3 separate regions of the Anser cygnoides genome follow, and all the other regions are linked to region 2. Evidence: chromatin contacts called from public Hi-C data. All regions are on one chromosome and are shown on one strand. The core of a region is the stretch at or near the end of the contact, and the rest is flanking DNA. Distances in the headings are between cores, read along the strand shown.

Region 1 (4,909 bases), core at 1,568-4,067, 110 kb after region 2:
AAGAGTTACCCTCTAGCCCAGGCTGCCTAGTCGCCCTGGACTATTCAGTCTTATGAAAGAATCAGCAATCTTGTTGTCAGAGGGAAAGAGAAAGAAAGATGAGTGGGCCAACACTCGAGGGTTTTGTTCCCGCACAGGTGAGTTTAAGGGAAGCCTTGAGGTTTTATCTGCAAAGTGGCAAACCAGCGTCTCGGCAGCAGCCCAGGACCCACGCCTGATTATTTCCTCTTTGAGTAAGTGCTCTGGCATAAGGGTGTGGATGTTGGCAAGATGTCTGGGAAAGGATTTTGGATACATCACCAGCCCAAATTCCCAGGGAGAAGAAGCGTGTGGACTGCTGTGTGGCAAAGCTGCAGGCTACAAAGCACACTTGTGGCATTGAGTCCAAGGCAAACAGGCCCTAAGAAGCATTCTGGCTGGTGTGCCCATATTGCTGGGCCAGCCCTTCTGGCAGAGAAGCCAAAGAGGAGAAATCATGTCTCCGTTGTATTGTCACTGCTTGCCATGGTACCCAGGCACCTCCTGTGTTCGGCAGCGGAGGACTGCAGGCAGCTTGGGGATGAAATGCTGCTTGCCTGGTAGGAGAGAAAACATCCTCCAGCAGCGGGTAAGAAAACAAAAATTCTTTTTTCTCTCAGTCCAGCTGGTCAGTATCATAGTTTTGAGCATTTTACATTTTAACCGTTCTTCCTCTTTTGAAATGTGACTTCTATTTGGTGACCCTCCTGCACTGAATTTTGGTGTTACCCAGGACTAGAGAGAATGCAGACTGCTCCCCATAGTGACTGATGTGTTCCCCAGGTACAATTTGTCTGCTGCTGTGCTGCAGTGGCCCTGCATCCCCAAGAAGTCCTCTCCTCAAACACTGCAGATGCTAAGTCAAACCCTGTTAGACTGCCCACAGCTCCTCTGCTCCCTCCGGGGAGAAGGTGTTAGTGGGAGTGATGAGTACATGCTCTGGCTGGAAAGACTTGTCCAGCTCTGGAAGAGATCTGACTCCTGCTGGTGGGTGTTGGGGACCAGGGCATGCCACCCAGACGTATCCATCTGCTCAGCGGCTGCTGGGATGACCTGTGTAAGTGCACGCACAGTGGTCAGTGGAAATCACGAGACACCCTCTGGACTGAGACACCCCGCCAGAACAATGAAGCATACGAAGGTTAGTGACTTTCTCAAGCCAGTGGCTGGGAGATATCCAAGGAATGCAATGGGAATATGACTCTGCTGGGATGCTGCCAGCGACTCAGGATCACATGCTTACGTGATGCTTAATATGCCATGCAGTGCCTTTGGGCATCCGATGCCAAGCGAGACCTTCATCCCTGGGGCTGGACTCTGCACCGTGCAGAATTCGGAGCAGGACTCATCCTGCCCTTTGTGCCTCACCTGGGGGTTTAAGCAGCCAAAGGAGGGACAGGGTGCCAGGCGGTTCTCTTCAGTTCTTGGTGCAGGTGTGGAGGGAAGGATGCGTCCTCTCCTCTGCTCTCCTCCTCCTCCCCTCTCCAAGGATTTTTTGTTGTGCATTGCTTGGGGGTCTTCTGTGCACCCTAGCAAAGGTCCTCCGTGAAGATGTGAAGTCAGCTCTGGCGTATGAACACCAGCCAGGACCACTAGTGGCCATGTTCACATCCATTGCCTGTCTGGTGACCACCATTTCCTTTGCATCAGAGTATTTTGAATGAGATGCAGGTCTTTCAAGGAGGCAACACGACCATGGAGCTAGAGCTAAGTCACTGCGGGCAGGTATTGCAAGAAATCTTTCTGCCTTGCTAACTTCTTTGAGGCTGAACAAACTTGATCAGCTTCCTTTCCCCCAACCTTCAAGAGAGATTTTTTTCTACAGGGTGTCTGGGCTCTTATCAGCTTTGTTAAAGGCATCTTACCCGAGGCTGACAGCACCCTCTTCCGTCTCTCCAGCAGCTCCTTTCATATCATCAAAAGGCAATGGGTGTGTTATCAGGCAACGGTTTTGCTAAATCATGAGATTACCTCAACTCACATTTTAAAATGCGTGTCTCTAACCCTTGAAGGTCCAGAAGAAAGTTTAATACTTTGAAACACCTAGATTTCAGCATCAGCATGAAAAAAAAATCTTCATTTTCAAACATATTTTGAAAATCCTACAGTTTCTTACCAGACTTACATTTCTGGGTACCTGAACTCTGTTTTTTGGGGGGCAGGACTACACCAAGGAACAGAGTTTCCTAGCAAAAAAGTTTCAACAGACAGCAGATAACCTTATCCATGGTGAGATCGTCCTGGAAAAGCACTTGCAAACACAGAAAATCTTTTAATGTAGGGGTAGGAGGAGCAGTTGCTTCCTTTTGTGAGTCTGTGAATGACAGGTTGTTCTTCTCACAGCCCTGAGACACTCAGGAGCATGAAATTGTGCTGTCGAGTAAGCACAGAGACAGGAGATACCCAGAGAAATGCCTCTAGTGGAAGCTTTTGGTCTGGTCTCCGTAAATTATTTCTGTAAGCAATGTGAAGGCATTAAAACATAACATGAGCCAAAAAAAGATTTGTTAGATCTCTGGGATCAAGCACCGTTGTTGTTCCAGGCTGTTTTTATGCAGCTCTCAGCACCGTGGGGTCCAAACTCCTAAGGTTCCTTTCGGAGCAATAATACAGATAAGAAGCTAATGGGACTGGGAGCATAACATCCAGGAAATCTGGTGGCCACAGGAAAGACATTGGTGACAAAAATACAGCTTCAGCAAAGGATTAGGGCAGCAAATTTTATAAGAACATAGGTGTGCAGTAGATATCTTTCTAGATCTGTGGTAAGGAAAGTCTGCAAAGGAGAGATTAATTACACAGAAAGAGTTAAATAAGCTCTGCCAGAGGCAACAGAGAAGGAGAAAACCATGACAAAGTGTTGTTGTTAGCTTCGACAGTCAACATGTCATAAAAAGATCAGGGTGAAGTATTCGTAAAATTTTGAATGACAGAAGTCCACAAGGTGTGTCATTTTAAAATAGACACGGGAGCGCAAACAGAGCCCTGCACAAAGTTAACAGAGTTCACGGAAAGTAAATGGAATAAAATCCCATTGCACAATAGAATGGTGCTTCTGTCAGCCCGCCAATGATGTGAGATTTGGGTACATTACAGACAAAGAAGCCATGCCTGTAGACATTTGTACTGTGGATGCTGCAGCTGTGCGGGTAGTCAGCCCTAAAACAAAGTAATTATTGGGGACAATTAAAGGAACAAAGGAAAATGTGCTTGACAAAACCCTTACTGTAAGAGACCACAGGCAAGTTTTCTGAGGTCCGGTGGGTATTATTGCATGCAGTTGCAAAAGAACATCCATGCATCAATACCTGGAAAAGCTCTGCTGCTGGTCCTGGCAGGACCATGGGGTGAAGCACAGCTTAGACAAGAGGGAGCAGTCCAAAAATCTCCAGAGTCTTCAGAAAAGATGCAAAGGCAGTTTTGTTTTTTCAAAGGACCTAAAGAGTCTTTGACTAAACCTGAGACAACTGAATGCAAAAACATTGTGGATGCAGCTCCTGTGAGGCCAGCCCAGCCGGCAGCTCCTCGGGCCTGGTGCTGTTGTGTTTGCTTCAGTGATGCGAGCGCTTCTCTGCATGGGGTCACAATGCAGCTCTGGGAGGGACACGCCAGCTCACAGATCCCATCTGTCCAAAGCCGGGTACCTCCTATTGCTAAAATTATAATCTGGCTGTTAGTGAATGAGCCCTGTGAATAGAATAAGCCAGTATTTGGTTATCTCCTTCGGGCTGTTCGCTCCTTGCGTTTGGCAGGACGCTGTGCGAGTTAGTGTCATTGTGTTGGATGCACACTTTCTCCCTTTTGGCAAGTTTTGCTGTGAACTCAAGAGGGAAGCAGGCAAACCATTCTCAAATTCTGCTTAGAAGAATTTTTAAAGGCCAGTACAAGCTGCTAGAGGGGAAATCTGTCAGAACGTGGATTTTAAGAAAATCAGTTGATGCCAAAATTCAATGCAAGAGGACAGATGCTTTGATGTTGGTAAACCGATTCTTGGTGCTTGGATGGATGGAGCTATGGGAGTACAAAGCATTATTATTAAACCAAACACTGAGTTATTCAGAGGCATAAAACATTGAATTACAAAGGAGAAGGCCTCAAAACTTCCTTGCAAGAACACACCAGTGCATCACTCGTGAATGTGCAGGGAAGGCTGCTGACTTTCCCAGCCAGGGAAAGGCTGTTGTCGTTCACGTGAGCGTTCCTGAGATCTCAGGCTATTTATCCGAAATGCTGAATTTACAAGCCACTTACCCATGCAAGGAATAGGACCTGTGTGAGGCTCCTTAGCTGAGAAAACAAACAAGCAACAAAGAGGAAAGAAAAAGAGGAATGAGTCCAGCCCTCTGGCTTCTTTATCACTTTTTGCCTCGGGACATGAGCCATGGCCTTTAGAAGGATGCAGCAAGCCTCTGTGCATCTCTGGGGTGAGGTAGCACTCCTGTATGCCTGCTGGGACTCCAGCAAAGGTCAAATAATCCCAGGAGCCCCCTCCGTCTCCCCAATGGCTCTCTTTTGAATGCAGCAATCACAGGGACACTGCACACAGATCCTCAGCGCACATCCAGGGAAATCCATGTGCTGGCGTCACCACCTTTTGAATAAGTGGGTCCCATTTATTTCACTGACACCTCACAGCCCCCTGGGAGCCTTGCCAGGAGGATCCTGACATGCCCCAGAGGACCTGTCACCAGAAAGCGCTTCCCAGCCTACTCCGAAGGTAAATGGCTTTTTTCCCTTGCTTGCACTGTGGAATTCACAGTCCAATTTACAAGCCCCTCTGAGCTATTAGTAGTACAGCTGATAAGCCAGGAAACATTACAGAAGCTGCCCCCTGCATCTGTGATTTATATTCCTTGCTAAATATAAAACTCTCAAGGCTCGGCACATCAAT
Region 2 (4,734 bases), core at 2,000-4,499:
CTAAACATGAAGCTCGTGCTTTTAGGTGTTCCATATTTAAAATCCTGCCCCCTGATTCCGTGTTCCTTTCTGTCTCGGGAGCCGTCGACGTGAGGAAGACACGAAGGCTAATGAAGCAGCGTAGCCACGACACGCATTGATCTGCTTTTTTTGGTGAGCGGTACTTAGCGCGAGCACCGCGGATTCTGTAGCAATGTCAGCATCTCCCGTCCCCGTATTTATTACGGTGTAACTCTAACATGGGAGGCACATGAGTGTCCCCGCTTGTGCCAGAATTCGTGCAAGTACATGACCGCTTGCACAAACTTCACACGCGCCGCTCTCCTGGTAGCAGGATGTTGGCAGGTGGGAAGATCACAGGATCCAGACGAAACGTAAGACGAGCTGAGCAATCCTGTAGCGGTAATTTTAGAAGCTGGGTTCTGTACATTATTTACAGTACATTGTAGCTCGGTGGGGGTAAGGCTCCCCCTCTCCACTGGCGGGTTTAATCTTTTCTGTTGGGTTTCTGTGGGGGACTTTCCAAAGTGCAGCAGCCCTGGGGATTTCATCCTTCCAGAGGAGTGTGAAAACACAAGTTATTTGCAGCAGAGCTACGTTCATTCATAAAATGTTCACCTAGCGGGAAGGGAAAAAGGCCCCTAGGGAAAAAAAAAAAAAAAAAGGCCCCTTCTACCAAATACGGGAAAAAAAGCGAATTATCTGCTCTCTGCTGGTCTGAAGAGCAGAGGCCTGGCGTGAGGAGGGAGCTGCTCGCAGTGAGCTGTGACAGTCGGAAGCAGCTCCTAGCTCCAGGACCTCCAGCCTGGCTTTGCCTTCAGTTAGTGAAACATCCCCTCGCTTGCCCCAGGGGGAAGCCTCCCTATCGCCGGGAGGACATTTTTGGCAGTTGCGTTCTGAATACGGGAAAATCCAGAGATTTTGGACGGATATTTGTTTCTTCAGAAACTCTTTGCAACAATTAGTTAAAAAAAAAAAAAGAAAAAAAGAGAGAGAGCAAAGGAAAAAAGGATTCTTTTGCAATGTTTGAACAACACCCACCATTCCTCTGAAGAAACGTGATCCCTGAGGGGACAGGGATTATATCCTTCCCCAGGGTTTTGCCTGGGCTGGATTTCTCCCCTCGCCCAGGGGTGCAGGATGCCCCGCAGCCGTGGGGCTGGGTGGGAGCTGGGGAGGCTCCTGGCTCGGACCGAGCTGCCACCCGCCTGCCAGCCTTCCTCGGGATCGGCAGGACCCCGGCGACTTTCCCCAGTACCGCACGAAGGGGTGACACAAACCGGTTAAAAAAAAAACAAAGGGAAGAATGGGTCTAAGATGTGCCGAGAGCAAAGATTTTATTCGGATTTATTTTTATGTTTTGTGTGTTCCCCTCAGCCAGCAGGTGCCTCTATAGAGCCAACGCTTTGCCTGTATCAGTGGGAGTCTGTGGCACAGTGCTGGAATACCTGCTTTCTAACGATGATATGGCCTTTTCTTTCTTCGGTGTCTTTTTCCCCTTCCCCTTCCTCCAGCCTGTGGCGAGCCCCAGGAAGCTGCCGGTCTGGACTTCCACCCCGTCCACCACCGAAGGTCCTTGGGGGACGGCGGCAGGAGGGAGACCGATCTATGTCGACACGCGTGTGTTGCTACTATATCCCACAGGAGGAAATTTCGCGGGTGACACGAGCGAAGGAGCTCGGTTGGCGAATGCCTGCGGTAACCCCGGGGAGACGGAGACACCTTTTTGCCCTTCAAATACCTTCCCAGAAAGCGGGACGGGGTTTGCCCGGCAAGATCTCCAGTATAATGCCCTTCTGCAGGCAAAGGCTGGTGCGGGCAGGCCCCACGACCTAGGGGGGCTGGAGCTGGATACAGAGAAATAAAACCCAACCGAGGATGCGCCCCCTCCCCTTTGACACGTAGGTGCTAAGAAATCACCGCAGCTGCAAAGCAAAGGGCTTGGGGGGCCGGGCGGCGGCCGGGATGGCAATTTGTCCCCTGCTGCCCCCTCCCCCCAAATGGCTCTGCTGGACTTTGGAGCGATTCCCACGGGCGGGCGAGGTGAATTTTGACCCGAACTCACGCATCGCTCGGCGGGGCAGAAAGCGCGCCCGTGGGGCTGCCGGGGTGGGGCGGGTGGGGGAAAAAGGTGGGCGCGCATCGTGGGAACCGCGGGTGGGGGACGGGGTGGGGGACACGATCCCGAGTGGGGCGAGCTTTGGGGGGGGGGGGGGGCGCGCCGCGCACCCCCTTTTACCTCCGTGGCCTTTTCGCCCAGAGCCGCAAGGACGAGAGGGGAGGGGAAGGAGGGAGGGGAATCGCCAGAGAGGGTGGGACTTCGGCGGAGCGTCTCTCCCCGCGGCCGCGCCGAGCAGTTGCAGAGCGCCGGCGAGCGGGCGGTGGGGCGGGCGCTGCGCGGGGAGCGGGCGCTGCGCGGAGCCGCCGCTGGAGTGCGCGGAGCCGCCGCTGCCGCGGCGCCGGGGGGCGAGGAGCGCACGCCGAGCCGGCGGGGGACAGCGCGCCGCGGGAGCACCTCAGCCCTCCCCGGGCACCGGGACCTGCGCTTGGCTCGCCGCCTTGCTTTATCCTCCTCCCGTTTAATTGAATTTTTTTTTTTTTCCCCCCCACCTATACTTTGGATTTTTTTTTTTTTCTCTCCCTTTCCTGCAGAGCCCCCCCCCCCCCCCCCCCCCCCCCCCCCTTTTCCCCTCTTCTCCGCCCCGGTTGCCTCCCTCTCCAGCCAGTTTGGATTTTTTTTTCTTTTTCTTTTTTTTCGCCCTCTTCTGATTTTTTTTTTTTTTTTAAAAAGCGGTGGACGGCCGAGCGGCGGCGGGCTCAGCCCCTTCCATCCCCCCGGCGGGGGGAGGCAGCCGCCGCGAAGAAGAGGTGGGGGGCGCGCAGGAAAAGAGATGCATTGAAACTTTTCCCCGCAAACTTTGGCGTGAGTGCGCGAAGCCGAGAGCGAGCGCGGCGCGGGTGCCTCTGCCTGCCCCGGTTGCCGCTGTGGAGCTCGGATTGCCCGGCGGCGGGGGCCGGGCGGCGGCGGCGGGGCGGCCGCGGAGCCTGCGCTCGGCCCGGCGGAGCGCCCACCGGGAGCAGCAGCGGGGGCCGCCGGCGGAGAGCCGGCCTTATGGAGGGGTGAACGCGGACGCCCCGAAGAGGAGCCCCCCTTCCCCCGGAGCCCCTCGCAGCGCCCGGCCGGCGGCACCCCAGGAGGGCACGGAGGAGGCGCGGGCGAGAGCGCGGCGGGGCGGCGGCGGCGGCGGCGGCGGGGCGGCGGCGGAGGCGAGGCGGAGCGCGGCGGGCCCCGTTCCTCCGCGGCGTGCGGCGGCAACCATGAACTTTCTGCTCACTTGGATCCACTGGGGGCTGGCGGCGCTGCTCTATCTGCAGAGCGCGGAGGTAAGCGGCGGGACGGGGCTTTTGTGCCCCCGCGTGCGGAGGGGAAGGGGTTGGGGGGGCGGGAAAAATTAAGAAAAAAAATGGTTTTTTTTCCTTTTTTTTTTTTTTTTTTTAAAAATTTATTCCCCCTTCCCTCGGCTCCCACCTGCTCGCTGTGCCCGTGCGAGGGGGGCGAGGCGCGGAGGGGCCGCGCACATGTGCGCGCATTGCACGCCCCCGCCGTGGGGCTCCGCGGGGCCGGGGCGCTGCGCGGCGCTGCGCGGGGCAGGGAAGGGAAGGGAAGGCAAAGGAGGGGAGGCAGCGCGCTGGCTTCTTGCATCAGCCTCTCTCCTGCCGGCCTCGGCTCTCCTGACATTGCAAAAGGGTGTTTCGGCGGTATTTGCCTTGGGTCCCGGCTCGGGTTCGCGCTGCCTTGTGGAGTTCAAAATACCTAGCTGGAAAAACAAATAGAGATCAAAGAGGACAAAATGGATCCTGAATTTCTTCCAGATTGATTTTTTTTTTTCAAAATGCATATCTCCTGCACCGAGATTACAAAACCCCTCGTTTTTCCCTTCTCTCCTTCCTCGGTCACTTTTACTTTTGCCTCATTGTCATTCCTGAGCGATTAGAAACCGACTCTTCCTCCTTGTCTTTCTCTCCTTTAAAAAAAAAAAAAAAGGAGAGAGAAAAAGAAAGGCAGCTTTCTGTGCAAACCTGTCCTATAAATCTGTTTTCAAAAGAGTCAAGAGGGCTGTGTTGCCAAGAGATATTAAGGGGTTTAGACAGAGTGCCCACGTGAAAGTGGCTGTATGCTAGGCAGGCGTGGATTATGTTTTAAGGGCTGTAAGGAGCTAGTTCTCCCCTGCCATTCCTCCTCAGCTCTTGGCGAGAATGCGGGCCAGATCATCTCCCACTGTCGTGAACATAAACGTCGCTTGCAAACTAATCAGTTATTCACATTGTTTGTTCAGCACCGATGCTGGAAGGTAACTCCCCAATTAGGAGCCATTTCAGCTGTAACCGAAGTCATGCAGGCACTGCACGCTTTGTTTCTAGCCTGTTATATCTCTACTTTCTCCAGTGACAGCCGCACGTTAGGCTGTGCTCGATGGGAACCGAGGCTGAGCTCTCATTAGAGCGTGTCACGGAGCAGCTCCGTGCAGCCAGCCTGCCAGATTTGGCTCGTGGGACGATTCTTTCCGCTCTCCAAGAGTTTTTCCACCGTCACCGAAAACAGGGCTTCTTTGCCTCCCAGCTCCTCAGTAAACTTGCAGAGCAGCGTCTGTTCCCTGGCTGTAGGTTAGACAACTCCGGGTCGGTGTCTAGTGATAATACCCTTCAACCCTCCCCTTGCTCCTTCTCCCCTCC
Region 3 (4,910 bases), core at 1,509-4,008, 69 kb after region 2:
TCCTGGGGACCCTGCTGCTCATTGCTGTTGATGAAGTGGCGTTCTTCAATGAGCCTCTGAGAAAGAGGGGCTACACTGCAAAATGTTTGAGAAAGAACAAATCTTTCTGGAGACTTTTTTGATCTGGCTGGCATTGAGGCACCACCCAGCATTCCCCAGGGGAAAGAAGTGTCAGGTTGGCAGGCTGCTCGTCTGCACCATCAGAAGTGAAAAGGGGGATGGGAGTCCCACCTGCATCAGATAACACCTCTCGCTGCTGGGGTAACAACCGTGACAGGACCCCTGCACACCGCCATCAGAAGCACCAGCCCACCCATCCCTTCCCCACCATACCCATTGCTTTCCTCAGGCTGGTCCCAGGAAAATGGGACATGGCAGGCTCAGTTTTCATCGAGTTGAGGCTTCTGCAACACAGCCTGTTTTCTCAATAGACACCAGCTGCCGGAGCGTTCTGTGATGTCCCCCTCTTGAGACATCAACAGTTGGTCCCCATGCCGAAAGCACCTGGGCAAGCAGCCGAACGCTGGTGGGACCGATCCATGCGGGAGATGAGTGGAACGGAGAGCATCAGATTCTTCCTTTTCCAGAGGGGGAGTTGCGGCGTGGGCAGCTGAAATTGTTTCCGATGTGTCACAGGGGAAATGTGTGTCTCAGTGTCATGAAGGGCCTCTGCAATGGGAACTAAACACCTACCTTCCCAGTACCGGTCTGCTGATTTCTCCAGAAGGTGTTTCTCCAGCCCCTGCCCAGGCCATGACACATCTCTCTTCCTTTCCTCTCTTTGTTCCCTCAACACCTGAGGTACTGATGTGGGAGACCTTTCCAATGGCTTGGTTGGGCTGGGTTACCTTCGCGTTCTGTCTCAGAAACACACACATGCCCAGGAGGTTTCTCAGACCATACAATGATTAAAGTACTCACGCCACTCGATCCAGGCAGCTGTTTACTGGTTGCTTCTAAGGTTTGTGTGCATTCTCTTAGCACTAATGACTAGAAAGGTGAGAGCATACCATTGCTCTAATCCCTTCGTCCACTGGACCTAGAACCCCAGCCTCAGGCAGAAGGGAATTATAATAAAGCCATAGGTGATGCATTCTGATATCCTAAAGATATATTGTTGCTGTCCTGAAAAATCTAGTTGTGCTCAGTGAGGCGTGTGAATTGCTGCTGTTATCCTGGATTCTTGACAGACTTTATGACCAGAAGAGAACTATTGGATTTACAATATAAAAATAAGGTAACGATAACACCAGGAAAAAGCATTTGCAAAATAACCTGCATTCTACATCTCACAAATAAGTAAATAAATAACTCTTGGAATTATGATTGGGAATAGTAGTTCTTGAGACTTGTGGAAAGGATGGAAAGAGAAGCCAGATGAGTCAAAACTCAAGGTGGGACCATGCTGTTCTCCTCACTGAGGGAAAGCCAAAAAAATCAACTTTCAAGAACCAAATTTTTGCACTGTCCATTGGACATTCTGCAAAATGTGATATGTGCAATATTTGTGAATGATGCTTCTCCTTTTTATTTTTTATTTTTTATTTTTTTGTAAAAATATTTCTTTAAACAGTAATTTAGTGCCTCAGAGACCTCAACTCTATATAATGCAAGGAACCAAAGGAGACTTATAGTCCTGAGGGTTTCTGGAAGCCATATGAATGTATAGCATCTCAGAAATAGCTCAGCTTTCTGACAGACAACATGCTACCCTTGGATGTGTGTCTTCAGCTGTGCAAAATAAAAAAGTAGAGAGTCATCATCTACTACTACTAGGATCCTTTTCTAAAGGACTCTCTTTAGAAAGCCCGTTATGGGATATCAAAAGGGGTTCCCACATGGTTTTAGATGCTCATGACACCTGGAAGGCTCCAGCACAAGTGGGTTTAGCAGACTGTGTCTGGATGTTCTTGTTTTTTTCAGGGGCTCAAGTGACAGCAGCAATAAAGACACAACCTTTTTCATGCCCAAATTGTCTGGCCTAAAGCTGGCTGTGGGCTGCTGCTCTCAGACCTCCTGCTGCAGTATAGCTACAACCTAAGCCTACGCTCTCTTTGCCACCCCTAGGTCTGGCTGTACTGCCCCAGCTCATGTAGATGTTTACCAACTGCTGATCTCTGCTGAAGTCATTGCTCAAATACCTGGACAGATGTTGGGTTGGGGTGAGACACTCCCTGAACATATGTGGGTTATAGGTGAAAAGTGTGTCTTGCATGGCCTTGCTTGTTACCATCTTATTGTCAACAGTGAATCCTTTGTTATCTTTTAAAATAAATATTTCTCTTGGATTTAAATCTACTCTGGAAAGTCTGTGCCTTTCCCAGTCAGAGGAAGCATCTGACAGCCTCCCATGTGTTGTGAAACTAGCTCTTTTCCTATGGCTGCTTCCATGGTTTGGAGTGGCTAAATCTTCTCCGTTCCTCAGCCATGGTGGCTGTGTCTGGCACCGAACAACTATTTAGACTTATTTTGCCCAGTAAAACTGAGGTTGCAAAGCAGGATGGGAAATAGGACTCTAGTCCAGAAATAAATCAGTTTATGTCAACAGACTTAACTCTTCGTGGTCACTTCTTTGTTCATCTGAGTCTGCCTGAACTAGGATTTTAATCACAAAAAAACTTGGAATATAGAGGGGGAAATGCTGGAAGAGCTAAGGATCTCAAAAGATTCCCACTGCGTGCACCTTACCCCAGGAAAGAAAAACCCACAGTAAGGCACTTTACTCTGTTTAGCTACAACTATTTAAATGTTGGGTGCAGGACCTTTGTACAAACACTGTGCAAGCTTGCAGGAAAGTGCATAGCTTTTCTTTGCAAAGCTGACAGTCTAAATGCAAAGAGGCAGAAGCAGTGGGAAGGGATTTTCATGTAGCCAGTCTGTGCCTGAGTTCCTCTTTTCCAGACCCCCTTATGCCTAATTGCTCCCTCTTGATCATCATGGAGGGGAGAACTCTGATTAAGCTAGGGAACTGGCAAAGTCTGAGGTTAAATTGAGAAATGAGATGATGGGAACAGTGATTTTGGTTAGAGAATCATAGACCCACTTCTTGAATTATCATTGCCTATTTATGTGCCATTATTTCTAACAAACTCTTGTTTCAGCCAAATATTTTCTCTTTGTATGCTCCAGACAACACTTTCTAATCCATGTTTGTTTTATTGTGTGGCTTCAGTTTTTTGTTTTTGTTTTTGTTTTTGTTTTTTTCTTCCCTGCGCATGATTACACTTATAATCACCTGGTATAAAGATATGGTCAAGGACAAAGGGAAAGCAGAGAAACATTCCCCATGGACAGTCTCAGAAGCTGCTCAGGGGTGAGTGCTGAGGTTCTGCAAAATCACACTGTGGCAACAGCGAGCAGAGCAGTCGCTATTTTGCAATATACTGACGTGACAGTGATCACTAACTGGCATTCACTTAGGCTCTTCACGCTGCATTATTGTGTGAGATGTCGTTATCTGGCAGTGACATTCATCTGACTACACACACCCTACATGTTCACAAGCTGGCTCCAAAGGAGGGAGGGTTGGTTTATTTTAATATGTCATGGTGAATATTTCAGCTGTCACTCTAGGGAAACTGTGTGCTCACACTTAAGGATGGCCTCACATGTCCCCTGCGCTCTGGCAGATCATGCAGATCACACAAGTAACATCAGGGACAATGTTTGATGTGGCAGCGGTTGATGCCCACAGAATTTATGAGACCGAGGTCTCTGTTTCACAGTACAAGGCACAGGTGCACTGTTCCAGATGATGCTGGTGGAGAAGTCATCCCAAGCACGGGACTCCTTCTGTGGTGATACTGACGTACAGACCTGCTGCATCATCTGCATTCAGCAGCCTAGGCAGGAATGTGGCAGGATTGGGCTCTGGGAGAGGAGCTGGTGTAAGGATAACCCATCGTGCCTATTGCAGGCCTTTTGTGTGAGCCAGCTGTGCTGGAGGAATAAGAGATGCCGCAATGTGTGACCTTGCCACTCTAGGTTGCAGAGCATGCTTTTTGTTATAGAGGGGTTTTAGACCTCTCATTCCTAGGCTCACTGAGCCCCTACGGTCGTAGGAGAACACCTTTACTTCCACATGCCCTATTGCTCCATCTTTCCTGGGAGATGGGAACAGAAACCCCCTCAGCCTGCAGATAGCGTTGACACCAGGTCTCATGTGCTCTGATCAACACTGGGCGGAGGCAGCACCTTCATGAGCAGCCATATGTGGGAAGAAAAGCGGTGAGCTGGCTGTGAAACAGCCAGTGTAAACATCTCCTCCCAGGACAGATGCTGTGCTCTGGGCTCCCTGTGCAGCTCGCAGCATCTCTGGTGTTCCAGTGCTACACAGCCTCCAGTGCTGTCCATCAGGGTGTCATGTCCTGCAAGCAGAGTGGGAACAATGTTGTTACTGGGGAGCCTTGCTAGAAAAAATACACTTTTTGCTCTCTGTCCCCAGGGTTAGATTTGGGGCTCCTAGTCCCAGTGAGGAGCTGCAGTCCTTGAGTAGCCCATCCAAGCCACGGGTGCATTTCTGGAGGGAAGTGCTGCTCACCAGGATTTAGGGAGACAGATGTTAATATACCCTGATTAAACGGCTTCATGGCCATATTTAGGCTGTGAGCTGGCCTAGAGGTAGGACGTGGCTGGGCTGTGGACTGGGAGCTGGTCATTGCTGTTGTGGGCTGAATTTCCTGTGCAGCCTGAATGGCCTGAATCCATGCTGCAGTGAGCCTCAGCTCTCTGTGAGGGGAGACAGACACCTCCAGAAGGTTTTTCATTCAGCTCCAGGTTCCTCGTGGTGGCATCTGTCCCACTTGACACCTGGGTAATCAACCTGTTAAGTACCTCTGTTATGTGCCTACAATCTGATGCAACATCTCTCTGAGCTGTGATGAGGCTTGGGCTCCCGTGTCACGTGCACA

What was found. A called contact is a pair of places that touch in the nucleus more often than the background predicts.
Region 1: a contact with region 2 is called in a Hi-C map of liver, with 2.1 times the contacts expected there. The contact joins the enhancer-like site here to the promoter of VEGFA in region 2. A contact is called at or near these places in 3 of 7 Hi-C or Micro-C datasets (granulosa cells and liver).
Region 3: a Hi-C map of liver shows a contact between it and region 2, with 2.3 times the contacts expected there. The contact joins the enhancer-like site here to the promoter of VEGFA in region 2. A contact is called at or near these places in 2 of 7 Hi-C or Micro-C datasets (both in liver).

What each region holds. Positions count from the first base shown.
Region 1 is chr3:34,151,704-34,156,612 of Taihu_goose_T2T_genome, reverse strand. LOC106029742 (a long non-coding RNA gene) reads left to right here. Exons shown (of 5, transcript XR_010830209.1): 4 at 1-4,735. Among named protein-coding and RNA genes, the nearest start is that of VEGFA, 110 kb to the left of the region's middle. Within about 2 kb of position 2,817, at least 1 of the 3 cell types and tissues checked has open chromatin away from gene starts, as enhancers often do. A contact at or near this core is called in liver, where this site is marked.
Region 2 is chr3:34,260,216-34,264,949 of Taihu_goose_T2T_genome, reverse strand. VEGFA (vascular endothelial growth factor A) reads left to right here and starts at 3,249. Exons shown (of 6, transcript XM_066993857.1): 1 at 3,249-3,384. The coding sequence starts at 3,319.
Region 3 is chr3:34,190,754-34,195,663 of Taihu_goose_T2T_genome, reverse strand. It overlaps LOC125184894 (a long non-coding RNA gene), which reads right to left. Exons shown (of 2, transcript XR_007169513.2): 2 at 2,520-4,367. Among named protein-coding and RNA genes, the nearest start is that of VEGFA, 68 kb to the left of the region's middle. Within about 2 kb of position 2,758, at least 1 of the 3 cell types and tissues checked has open chromatin away from gene starts, as enhancers often do. A contact at or near this core is called in liver, where this site is marked.